Regions from separate parts of the Lactuca sativa genome. Here region 2 is linked to region 1. The links are chromatin contacts, called in public Hi-C maps. All regions are on one chromosome and are shown on one strand. The core of a region is the stretch at or near the end of the contact, and the rest is flanking DNA. Distances in the headings are between cores, read along the strand shown.

What was found. A called contact is a pair of places that touch in the nucleus more often than the background predicts.
Region 2: a Hi-C map of leaf shows a contact between it and region 1, with 6 times the contacts expected there. The contact joins the promoter of LOC111879162 here to the promoter of LOC111879175 in region 1. A contact is called at or near these places in 2 of 4 Hi-C or Micro-C datasets (both in leaf).

Annotation. Positions count from the first base shown.
Region 1 is chr4:361,783,948-361,790,901 of Lsat_Salinas_v11, forward strand. It overlaps LOC111879175 (OVARIAN TUMOR DOMAIN-containing deubiquitinating enzyme 7), which reads right to left and starts at 3,549. Exons shown (of 11, transcript XM_023875649.2): 1 at 3,340-3,549; 2 at 2,767-2,873; 3 at 2,572-2,647; 4 at 2,184-2,333; 5 at 2,038-2,099; 6 at 1,865-1,949; 7 at 1,646-1,777; 8 at 468-588; 9 at 238-353. The coding sequence starts at 3,387.
Region 2 is chr4:361,963,057-361,970,010 of Lsat_Salinas_v11, forward strand. It overlaps LOC111879162 (filament-like plant protein 7), which reads left to right and starts at 4,577. Exons shown (of 6, transcript XM_023875632.3): 1 at 4,577-4,761; 2 at 5,476-5,613; 3 at 5,700-5,838; 4 at 5,924-6,954. The coding sequence starts at 5,524.

The sequences.
Region 1 (6,954 bases), core at 2,299-4,798:
GTTCTTTTAACGTTTTTAGTCCCTGAGTGTCTGATTTTTACAATTTTGGTCCCAAAACTCTAGTCATTTTACTTGGAACACGGACCAAAAACGTTACAAAGCCTCAAATAAGGAAAAATAATAATTGAAAGAGAACTTTTACAGACCAAAAGTGAAAAAAATATTATTTACTCTTAAAATATATAAAAACAAAACAAATTTCATTACCACATAAAAATAATAAACAAGAAAAAAAACCTTTTCATCATGCAACGAGTTGGTCTTATTGTTTTCACTTTCTAAATTGCTCCAAGTCTGTTTCTCCTTCGTATTTTCATCTTCAATCTTTTCAAGGTGGTTGCTACTAGAGCATTCTAGAAGAAAATACACACACAAAAAAAAAAAAATCAATGTAAGATATATATAAATAATATAATAAACAATTTAACAAAATGGTTTCTCTGACAAATGTACTAACCAGTCATTACCATGAGAAGTGTCCATTGAAAAGTCAACTCTATCATTTTCAACCATGTTTTCTTCAGTCTCTTGATCTGCTATCATAATCTCTATTGCAGCATCCACATCTCCATTTACTTGTACCAATACCTAAAAGATACAATCAAATAATAATTTACAAATTTGGTCCCTGTGCTTTACTGAAAATCACAAGTTTGCTCCAATTTTCAAAATTTACCCCAATGTTGTCCTTAAGTTTGCATTTTATGGGGGGGTTAGTCAATGAGCTAACTCAAAATCACAAGTTTGCTTCACTTTAAGACTTCCATTTCAATGTTGGAAGGGACTAAATCCGTAATGAATTTCAAACATTGGGCCAAACTTGTGATTTTGAGTAAAGAACAAGGACTAAATTTGTAGTTTACTCAAAAATATCTTAAGATAAAATTATTTACTATATCTAATTACAAACTAGACATGCATAGATACTTTCAAGCTTCATACTTTGGCCACAATAAGTTTTGTATTTCATATTGCGGCCACAACACTTTTCTATATTGGCAGGTTTGGTCCCTAGACTTTTTGGGTTTCAGACTTTTGCCACGAGACTTTTGTATATTTTCAAGTTTGGTCTCTACATTTTCGTATATTGGCAGGTTTGATCCCTAGACTTTTTGGGTTTCAGACTTTGGCCACAAGACTTTTGTATATTGGCAAGTTTGTCCCCTAATTTTCATATATTGGCAGGTTTGATCGCTAGAAATTTTGGGTTTCAGACTTTGGTCCCTACATTTTCGTATATTGGCAGGTTTGATCCCTAGACTTTTTGGGTTTCAGACTTTGGCCACAAGACTTTTGTATATTGGCAAGTTTGTCCCCTAATTTTCATATATTGGCAGGTTTGATCGCTAGAAATTTTGGGTTTCAGACTTTGGTCCCTACATTTTCGTATATTGGCAGGTTTGATCCCTAGACTTTTTGGGTTTCAGACTTTGGTCACAAAACTTTCGTATATTTTCAAGTTTGGTCCCTACATTTTCATATATTGGCAGGTTTGATCCCTAGACTTTTTGGGTTTCAGACTTTGGCAACAAGACTTTTGTTTATTGGCAAGTTTGGTCCCTAGACTTTTCTTTTTATGCAAGTTTGGTCCTCCACAAAGCAGGGGTTAGTATCACCCTAGTTAGAACTAATTTATAATTTATACCTGTTGAATTTTGTCCTCATTATCACATCCACTTCCAACTTTGACAGTTTTAATGGACTCAGCCTGGATGATAGTTTTAGGAGCAGCATTTGGTTGATGGGAGTGAGACTTCACTGAAAGATCAGCATCGGCCTTTTAAAATAAGTAAAAGTTATTACTTTTATATAAAAAAATTGATATAATTGTAAACAGTTATGATGAAAACAACAAAAAAAAAACCTTAATTATGATTGGCCTTGATGGCCCATTGCATGTGTCTTCTTTTAATCTCACACTATTGTAATGCTCCAAATCATGATAAGACCTGAAAAATCAATTTAAAACATCTTATGATAATACTTCAAGAAAATTAGATACACTAAATTATCTAGAAATACTAAATTGGAACTTACAAATGGATCATTTGGGCATTTTCGTCATCAAAATTCTTTATATACCAACGAGGTGAAGATATCTGTAAAATAAGATCATGAGAGGTAAATTATCTAGAAAAGATTATTAATTTTGAGAATATGTAGGTTGCTATAAAAGGACATACTCTGTGTATGCATATATTACTGTGAGTAACAAGAGAAGCAGCTTGTAACTCCATATTTCCAGCCCAAGTGCCATCTTTTTCCATGGATTGACAGTATTCATCAAATGGCACTTCATCTTCAATAAAAGGCTCAAAGTTTTCACGGTTTTTCTGTAAAAAAAATTGCTCAATTGTTGGTTTTCTTGAATATTTAATGTATTTATCAAGAACATTTAGAAAATGGACATATCAAAATGATAAATTTTAGGGCACATTGCGTATTTTTGCCTAAATTTGTCAGACTTGGGTGGCTTTCATTCACGAAACTGACATATATGACTAAAATATAGTGGCTTTTATGTATTTTTGCCTAAATTTGAAGACATGAAAATAAAAATTTTAATGATACCATGATATAGTGAACAACCATTTTCCGATAGTTCTCATGCTTGTCTTCATCTCCCTCCAACTGATCTGCCAAGGCTCTGTGATAAGAATTTGATGAGAATTATGATGTTTCAATTGATAGAAGTTGAATATATATGTTTCTAATCAGTAAATCATCTGTATTGATTGAATGAATTTTTTGTACTTGAGCACAAACCTGAAGAAGCAATTCCCATCTGCAGTTACTTCTATAATTTTTAAACCTAATACATCAAGCTGAGCTCGAAATTCTGAAATGTCAGATTGCTTGCTGTTCTTTTTAGTCTGTCAAGTGTCAATCCAACAGTGCAAAAGATGATTTAATCAGTAGTTCATAAGAAAAAGTTTCACTAAGAACAAGAGCATCCAATGTTATCAGTTGCACACATCAGTTCCTAAACTACATTTATGTTTTGATCCTACATGAAAGTAATCAAACACCTGACAATCGAAAACTATCACTATGTTACCAGTTATTACTCATCTAGATGCTTATCAAGTCCACGAAGAGGTTAACAAGTGGATTTAACAACAAAACAGAAGGTATAACGGTTGATTTCGAGTACCAAAAGTCAAAATTCAATTTGGAACTTCAGATAATACAAATTGTCAAACAAAATTGCTGCAATCGTACCAAACAAAGTAGTATTTGAACAAAATCAAAAGCCCTAGAGTAAATCAGATCGTGCAAAAACAGAGAACTTCACGGAAACTTTATCCAAATATAAGCATAGGCAACTGAGAAACTTACATTGGGGTGCTTATTTGGTTTAGATTTCTTTATCTTTGTTTTGACCATTATTTCACGAGGTTGTTCCTCCTGATGCAAATGTTTCCGAGTTAGTGAATCAGAACGTTTCCGATTGAAGAATCGATTAGGCTGCTGGGGAGGAAGACGGTGTTTGTGCTCCCACTCTCGTCTCAGGGCTGCTCTCGTGATCAGAGTTCAGAGATCGGTGCGACTTTTTGGGCCATAACACACTTCAAGTAGCCCATAACTGCTCTGGTCTCCATCGAAAAATTTCACCCGGCCCAATTGAAACAGGTTGGGTCATCTAAGTTTGGCATGAAATTTCTCGACACGATCCATGACACGACACGAAATAAACGGGTTTGGGTTGAGTTTTTCAACCCGCCAACCCATTTATTAAACAGTTAATATATGGGTTTCTCAAAAAATATATGGATTGACCCGCCAACCCGTTTAGAATTTTAATGAAAAAATTATATATTTTTTAAATGTACTCAGGCTTAAGTATTATACAGTTTATACGTTTGTCATTCTCCAACCCGTCTAGGATAGGATGTCATTCTCCATTTGACATATGCAACACGTTTGTCGTTTAGTGTTTGACCTAAATATTCTTATTTGACCTGATGTCTCTGTGAATGTTTTTAATTTTCATTTAGATGTTTAAGACTTAAGTAGTTAAGTGGTTAAAATTTAGATATGTTTGCATTAATAATTTATTCATGTTTAATTATCAATTTTATGTATGGAATTGAACCCATGAACCCAAATATGACCCACGAACCCGTCAATGTGTGAACCCGTATAAATAAATGGGTTGACGGGACATATATGGGTTTATGTTCCAAACCTGCCAACTCGTTGTAACATCCTAAAATTTCAACAGACTTTAAACTTTTTAAAACAACCCATTTATTAAAAAAAAAAAAAAAAAAAAAAAAAAAAAAAAAGTGTTTACAAAACATTGTCTCCAAAACATGATTTAAAATCAAAGTCTCCCAAGATCCAAACCGCTGTAAAACCAATGATGTGTGTGGTCACGCCTTCGCCTTACCACGAATCATCTGAAAAACCTGAAACCATAAATAAAATTGTAAGCACAAAACTTAATGAGTTCCCCCAAAAATACCAACACCCAAACAAATAGCATATAAACAATAACAGCATGTATTGGGTCCACAACTAAAAAACTGGATTACCCATGAGCCTACAATATGAGTCTGGCTTGCCTAACGGGCCCCACAGCTCATGTCTGGCCTGCTCTTGAGCCCACAACATAAGTCTGGCTTGCCCCTGGGGGGGGCCACAGCTTATGTTTGGCATACTCCCAACCCAATCAGTCATCGGACTGGAATACCAATGTTCAGCCCTCAGTATGAGTCTGGTATACCAACCGGGTCCTTAGCTCCTATCTGGAATGCTAATGAACCCTCAGTATGAGTCTGGCATGCCCTACCCGGCCCTCGGCTCATATATGGGTTGCTCCAATACATTCAAGCCCTCAGTAAGAGTCTGGCATACCATCCAGGCCTCAACTTGTATTCAGAATACACCTGAGCCCTCAGTATGAGTCTGGAAGACCCTACCCGGTCCTTAACTCATATCTGGAATGCTCCAGAGTTTGTTGGCTACAACACAAAGCAGTATAACCTCAACCCAACACAATATGTCGACAGCTAACAACCATATACATGTAATCATTCAGACAGGATCACATATAGTCCGACTGATCTACCAGACTAGCATATCAAGATTAGCATGCATATCTACTCCATACTCAACATATCAACAATATCAGGTTATCCAACCAATGGGTCAGCCTTGGTGCCTTCGACCCAAAAATACAGTGAAGAAAATTCACCTTGTAGCTCGCACTGCCAAATCATATAGCCGATCCCTGGCTGTTGCTGACGGATCTTCGAACCACCAATATCAAGACAACACCCCATCGCGGTTGATCCCCTGAATAATCTCTGACTACAGACCCGCTAAGATCCAGCGCTATCAATTACCACAATGACAACCCATCAACATCTAGCCCCTGACTCACACTATGAGTCCAAATTAGGGTAAAAGACATTTTTACCCTTCCTAAAGCTTGGCCCAAACTAGATGACCAAAGGCCCAAAATCCAAAATAAACATCTATGGCCAAAATATGACCCAATCTAATTCCTTTCATGGACCTTTGCCCAAGAACGCCCAACAAGTCATAACAACACAACAATAAAAATCCAGATGGCCCAACACAACCAAGCCCAAACCGAAGCCTAAAACGCAAAGAGGCCCAAGTCTGCTGAGTACGCGACACATACTCAACCTGTACGCTCAACATACAACATGGGAGGCTTGTACGTGCAGCGTACATACTTGTATGCCCAACGTACTCAACAACCCAACGTCAACTTTCCAATTAAGCACTTAATCAATTAAAAATTGGATCCAAACTCATATCTAACTTCCCCAAAGTGGTTTTTGACATAAAGTTGTCAACTTTATGTGTATGCATGGCTAAATGGGACTTTAGAGCTCAAAAGTGCTTAATACTTGAATTAATACATGCATGGAACCAAAACCACCATAAAGTTTGCACCTTTATGCCCAAAGAACCCATGATACATCCAGATTTACAATTTCAAGCCTCGAAAACGACTTTAACTCCAAATTATCAACCAAAAGGGGTCAAAATGACCAAAATGTTGTTGGATTTTGAGCATTCTAACACTCCTATGGTGTACATGCAACCCTAGAAACCTTGGATCTTTGTTTTCTCTAAAATACATGCAAATTTGATTTCCAAGGTTTACAACCTAACTAGCATGTAATGGGGTGCTTGTAATACAAAACTTTAAGTAGAATAACATACCTTTCTTTTGTAGTTGATTGCTTGGAGTTTTAGAGCCTAGCACCAATAGTGTGGATGTCTCAAGTGGTGTCACAAATCACCCAAAACAAACTGGAAATACTTGAGAGAATATGATGCTCACTAAAATCGGCCCACCCTTGTTTCTCACACACACTAGTGCCAATTCTAGAACCAAGGACCTCTTTATATACTATGGAGGATTAGGGTTAAACCCTAATACCCATGACTCTTCATTTACCTAGGATCCATGGGTTAAAAGCTCCATGGACTATCCATGGACTTCCATATACTCTTACCCATCATATACAAATCTTAGCCCAATCCATATATATTTAAGAGTCCATATTTAATTAGCCTCTTTTGATCACCAAATTAGTTCCAAAATCAATTCTTGATCAACACTAATTAAATAATATGATTTCATATTAATATATTAATAGATCATAAACATCTTATTCTCAAAAGTATATCCATACACATTGTTAGGTGAAGTGCAACCCAAATGGACCATGCTGGGTCAGGTCAAGTTCATACCAAATATAGTTACGGACTTAGACACCTTATCCAACAGTCTCCCACTTGGATAAGTCTGATAACTATTGTTGCAAGTATAACTTCAGGAACCAACCAACAATCGTAGCTCTTTAAAACTCTGATGAACTATGAAGCGCCATTTTAGATAAGTGATCATATAATCCTCTGTTCTCAATATATCAGTCGAACAAATACATGGAACAATGTCATACTTAT
Region 2 (6,954 bases), core at 3,327-5,826, 180 kb after region 1:
GGGTTTGCTGCTGGGTGTGCGGCTGGCTTGGCCGCACACACTAGTGTGCGGCCGCACACACCTCTCTTGGTGTGTTTGGCTGGATTTTGTGATGCAGCACCCTTCCTAATCCTTTCTAAGGTCCATATCTATGATATATTAAGCCTTAAAACACTAGCGCGGACTCAACATACTATTAAAAGATGCTAAATTCAAGTGAATTATAGATATATGGATCGATTGCTCAGTATAAAAGTATCAGGTTGTCACAAAAGCCATGGGCTACCCCATATGGTCTTACATCCAAGTGTCATGGGCTCCCCCATGATCTTTACCTGAAAAGCCATGGGCTCCCCCACATGGTCTTACATCCAAGCGTCATGGCTCCCCCTATGGTCTTCCCTACAAGTATCACATATATAACTAGCATAACACTTAGTATGTAACCAGCTAACATACCACATATCACTACATCAACTAGTGTACCACATATCGTAGAATGGGCCAGCCTTGGTGCCTTAGACCCATTGGTATGGTGAGGAGACTCACCTCTCAAAAATGTTGAACTGATAAGATAAGATCCGATAAGTCTCGATTCACAGCTCCAACTCAGCTACCTACAATCATCATGTGATTGGTCTTATCAAAATCCCGAAATACCAAAAATACCATTAAGGTCAAACTTGATCAACCCTGGTCAAAGTCAAGGTCAACAGTCCATGTTGACCCTACTCGTCAGGTGCATCTAGCAACTCGCCAAGTTCCTTCAGTGTTCAAAAAAACCTGGAAAAACCCTAGCCAACTCGCCGAGTTCACTCAATGTTTAGTAGACAGGGAAATCCGATCCAACTCGTCGAGTTGCCAGGGTAACTCGTCAAGTTTTCCTCCTGTTTGCTTATTTAGATGATACGTTGATTGCAGGGACTCTAGGGCTTAGATATGAAACCTAAAGGTATCTAAAAGGATAAAGTTTCCAACTTTATCCTCTAAAACTAATCTGAATGCTCTAAAGCCCTTAACAAAGGTTGGAAAGCTCAAAAGCTTAGCCATGTGGTCCAAGACTCTAGGGATCTGGAATCCCTCCTTTCCAGAAGAGGTTCTAATCCTCAAAACGTTCCAAAGATGGAAACTTTATGGACATGCATGTCCAATTCATGTCTTGAAGTCAAAATGGCCAAAGAGGAAAAATATACCCTAAAATCCATGCATGGCATCCATGCTTGACCAAAAGCTAGATCTAGCCCACTATGGGACCATTTTGCCCTGGAGATTCATAAAGTTGCAAACTTTATGAACCCCATGCATGCAATCGAAAAGAATGATAGGAAATGAAGAGTAAAATCAAGATCTAGTCATACTCTAAGATAAAAATTGAATCCTGAGTGCTTATAATAGTCCACAAGATGGTCAAGCTCAACAGTGAGGGATTTGTTTGCTGGATCTTCTCCTTAGTCTCACTATCTTCTTCTTCTTAAGCTCCAAAAGTCACTCTAGCTCACAATATGAGAGAAAATGGAGATTAGGGTTTAGCACTGATGTTCTTAGGGTTTGGAGGCTGATGGAAGGTCAGCCTCAAGGTTTTAAGGAGATTATATAGGGTGCAAACCCTAAAATTTAGGGTTTTCCTTTACAGCGCCTACTCGTCGAGTTGGGCCTTCCAACTCGTCGAGTAGGTCCTAAATCCCACGTCCAAAATCGATCTATGCTCGTCGAGTTGGGCTCCCCAACTCGTCGAGTCCAAGTACAAAACCCTAAAAACTTAGAAATTCAAATGATACTTGGAACGGGCATTACAAAACCCTAGCTATCACATCCCTTAAATAGAGCTTAAAACCCAAAAAAATTAGGGTTTGCATGTTGGCCGCTACCACTTCGTGGCATGGACCTTGCCACGTCGTAGCGTCTACAAGATGTGCGTTCCATTCTTAGCCAACACCACATCATGGTGCTCCCATCATTACGCCGTGGCCACCCCGAACTCTCCCATTTGAAGTCATTAACTGCCATAAATATAAAAGAAACATTTTCCTAGAACTGGTGTTATAATAAGAATGGTTAAGAATCAGTTATTTTAGTTAAAGTATCTTTTTTGATGATGAGAATAATTAAATTGGCATTCACATAAAACGTTCTTGAAGAATCATAATTCTCATAATAATCATTCATACTGTAATGTTGACACATTTTTTTAATAATCATGTAAAAAGTAACACAAATAAGAATTTCATAAAGCACACTATATTCTTTGAGAATATGGGCATTCTCACATAATATATGCAAATGCGGTTTTTAATAATGTTAAATGGTTGATAATGATAATGAGTAAGAATTAATAAGTAAGAAAAAGAATATATAAGTGACAATGATTTAATTTTTTATATCATGCACCTTTACCCACTAAGTGGAATAAGATATATGCAAAAGAAGTTTGGCTAGATGAGTATAAAATGAATGAATATATTAAAAAAATAACAATTTATAGGTTCTTACATTTTTAGAATTTAGGGTAATATTCTTAAACGAATAGGACATATTATATATATATATATATATATATATATATAGAGAGAGAGAGAGAGAGCGCATATGTAAAGGAGTTGATATTTCCTATAGACACTATGGTCTCTATTTTGATAAGTGAGTTTGATGTGTTGTCACAGGTTTGCAATACATGGAGTATTTTGTGTTGAAAGCTGCTGACTTGTAGCATGTATTAAATAACTCACTTAATGAGTCATCCGATGAAGATGGTATCCGAGTGTTCTTGTTGTATATGTTACACCTTGGACTTTGTTATAGATACACTAGTCCGTAAGTGCATAACAAATATGTTGCATTGCTCTCAAATTTGAACAATTCAACATGCATCAAGTAATTAACATTCAAATTATGATTTTATATTGTATTTTTTTTTTTATAAATTACCAATTTTTTGGCGACACTGATACCCTGAGGGGTGAATAATATGGGATTACATGTATAAACAGTTGTCTCATGTTTTTGATAAAATTAAGGAGCATTTGTACCCGAATCGCCCAAGAACTGGTCAGAAACCTTCGTATATCGTATATGGCTTTATATATGCCTTTAAGGTGGAAATATTGGATTATTTTGCAAATAAATCATAACTATGTTTGCTACCTTTTTGACATTTTGATTTTATAAATTTGGATCGGGGAGATGTTTTTGTATTTTTGAACACTCATACCCCCAGATGAGGTGTGATCCTTCGAAAAATTGCATGACTGAGGATTAGACGTTTAGGGTCGGTCGAATATGTGTGTGTCTGATGTTATTGTGGTATACATATTAGTTTACCATTTTCTATAACATGCTACAGGGGAATATGATATTATTAACTTTTATTTATTCTTTTGTGTAGAATATTACGATCGAGATCGTACAACCTATTGACCAGGGGTGTGGTGGTTTGTGGCGAACTAATAATTGGTCATGGATAAACACGACTGGTTTACCTTTGGGATGCGTTGCTTTTGAGTATGTTGTAAGCAATTTGTTTTGGTGGTGTAATATAAACAAGTTACAAATGAAGATATTCCTTAAATTTTATGAAGTTACATATTATTACAAACAATTTGTTCCGGCGTCACTATGTATACCTTGGTAATCTAGGACATAAAAAAGACATGAATCTGTTTAGCAACTCAAAAGTATAAGATATACAACAGAAATCTCAATACCATATTTTGTTGATTATGTTTTCATTCTAGAATGTACAGATGTCAAATTCTGAATATTCCACCGACCACCATCTATTCTAGAATGACATTTACTATTCTGAGTCCAATATTACGAAGTTGATAGGCATTTTCAAGGTTGTTAAAATCTCGATTTTGATTTTACGATCTTACGATTTTAAGATTCTACAAGTGAAAAACGATCCTGGTTACACTACGATCCCGATTTCACCTCTGTAGTTTTGTTATATAGTTGAGTATCAAAACTTTGTATGTTCAACTTGAAATCAAGTGTCACGAGTTGCAAGAAGTTTTCTAGAGCATCACATTTTATCAATTTCATCTCGAGTTAGACATAATCCTTTTATAATCTTACGTCTTACTTGTACATGATCAAAATGATCTTATTTCTAATTAAGATAATTTATTCTTAATGTTTACGGTTTGTAGCAACAAAAATTATAGATGATACTTAAGAAGTTAAAGTTGATAACATTATCTTGCGAGCAACATTTGAATATAAATTCATTTTGATAAGATCTTAGAATCATGATCTTGCAAAACATAAAATGATTTTAAGTAAGATATCGATTTTGACAATTTTTTTTGACATTTTGTATATTTGAAAAATATATTTTTATTAATAAAATATGCTTGGTTAGTTTGGTTAATTTGCTAGTAGATTCTAACCATAAATGAGTTAAGCAGCATACGCCATACGCGTAAAACCGATCTTCAATTCATCATCAGAAGTGGACGACCCGGCCCGACTTCGTCACGTCCTTGTCAGATGCACTCGATTCGCAATCTCTCTCACTATAAATAAAATAATAATATATAAATACTTTCTCTATAGATACATATATAAGTATATATATATACCTCTGTGTGTGTGAGAGTGTTATATATCGTACAGTACAGCTTGCAACGCTACATTTACTCTCTCTCTCTCTCTCTCTCTAGAAACTAGCTCCAGTTGTGGCTTCTTCTTCTCCATTATTCTCGTCTGCTCACCTTTTATTTTCTTCAGTTAATGCTCCCGTCGGTGTTCTGTTGACCGTCGGTGTCCTGCTGTTGACCGTCGGTAAGATCGCAACTCACATTTTTAGTTTGTTTGCAATGAGATCCACTGATGTGCATGCTCCTCTTTTGATTCGTTTCTTCATACTTTTTCTGAAGTTCAGATTTGAGTTTTAGTTTCATTTTTTTACTGAAAAAATTGATGATTAATGATTCATGAATGTCACAGAGAAAAAGCTTTGTCATAGTAGCTGTGATCATGAATGCCTTTGTTTGATCCCTTCTGCCTCCATCTTTATTATGATTTTACATTGTTAGTTTGATTTAATATATGTGTTTTGTTTCTGTTATTCTTTGTAGTATAGTGTTATTTTTCCTTTTTGGACATTATTTTTGACTGATTTCGTTGAAATTTGATATGTTAGCAACTCGTATTGACTAAATCCTGTAGACTAATTTTTCCCCTTTTTACCTGAATCGCGATTTTTACTATTTGGAAGAAATGAAAAATACTTTGTCGGTGAATCATATTAATTGTAATTTGTCTTATATGAGACTTTCACACAGTAAGTCGGAACAATTACCATGAAACGATCCTTTTTCCTCTTTCAATCCCTAAACCTAATTGGAATTTGTAAACGAGATGAATCATCTATTCATCATTGTTTTCCTCATATTATCAACAATTAGTCTAAGTTTAACGATTAATCAAGATTAAATAATAATGTGCAATTCATTAATCTCTAATAAGTTCACCTTTTTTCTGTTATTGTCACAGGTCCTATGTGACTTAAGTTACCAAACATTAAAAAGGTATTTTCAAGCAATGGAACACAAGTCATGGCTATGGAAGAAAAAGTCGATTGAGAAGACCATGTTTACACCTGATAAGGTCAACAGAGGGAATGAAGATGAGGTACAAGGGTTTGACTTTTTTGTTACAGATCTTTGACTAAATAAATCCATACATGTTTCTAACATCTCTCTTGTTTTTAGTTACAGGGAATTTTAGCTTATGAAGATGAACTTGAAAGAAACTTGAATACTTCAAATGAAAAGCTTTCAAATGCACTTGCTGAGATTAAAACCAAAGATGACATTGCAAAGAAACAAACAAACATCGCACGTGAAGCCATTCAAGGTCTTTTATAATATGTTTTTAAGATGAATTTATGGTTTTTTATGGTGTTCTTGTTTATATTGACCAAAGTTTGACTTTTATACAGGATGGGAGAAAGCAGAAGCAGAAGTTTTAGCATTAAAACAAGAGCTAGAAAAAGCTACACAACAAACAGCAGAAAGTGAGGAAAGATTATATGGTGTTGATGCAGCTTTAAAAGAGTGTATGCATCAGCTTCGATTCGTTCGTGAAGAACAAGAAAAAAGGATTCATGATGCTGTGATGAAAACATCACGAGAATACGAAAAATCAAGAATCATTCTAGAGGAAAAGTTATCAGAATCGAATAAAAAACTTTCGAAACTAATTTCCGAAAATACCCATTTGACTAAAGCTCTTTTATCAAAAGAAAAACTCATAGACGAACTACATTCATCAAAGAATCAACTGGATTCTGATCTGAGTTCACTCATGAGTCGACTCGAGTCGACTCAGAGAGACAACGCTTCTTTAAGCTATGAAGTCAGAGTCATGGAGAAAGAACTTGAAATCAGAAACGAAGAGAGAGATTTCAATCGAAGAACTGCTGACGTGGCACACAAACAACACTTAGCAAATGTGAAAAAGATTGCACAGCTGGAAACCGAAGCACAAAGACTCCGTGTTCTTGTTAGAAAACGTCTCCCAGGTCCCGCTTCTCTTGCAAAAATGAAGACCGAAGTAGAATTGCTTGGCAAAAAGTCAAACTTTGACCATGATTCAATCACTTCAATTAAACAAATCAACTTTTTAACCGAACAATTATGTTCTTTAGAAGAAGAAAACAAACTTCTTAAAGAATTCATCACCCAAAAAACAAATTTATCAGCCTCTTCTGACATTGATGAAAAGGGAAGCATGGCTGAATCGTGGGCCCCATCTTGCAAAACAGTAGGAGCTTCAGATATCGGATTAATGGATGATTTCATTGAAATGGAAAAGCTAGCAATAGTTTCAGTTGAAAATCAAGAAACCCAATTCGATAAAAAGTCAATTGAAAAACTTATTGAGATGATTGAAGGGATGAGATTATGTGATAAAGCTTCAGAAACATCAACAACAGAAGGATACACAGTTCGTGTTCTTCAATGGAAGACA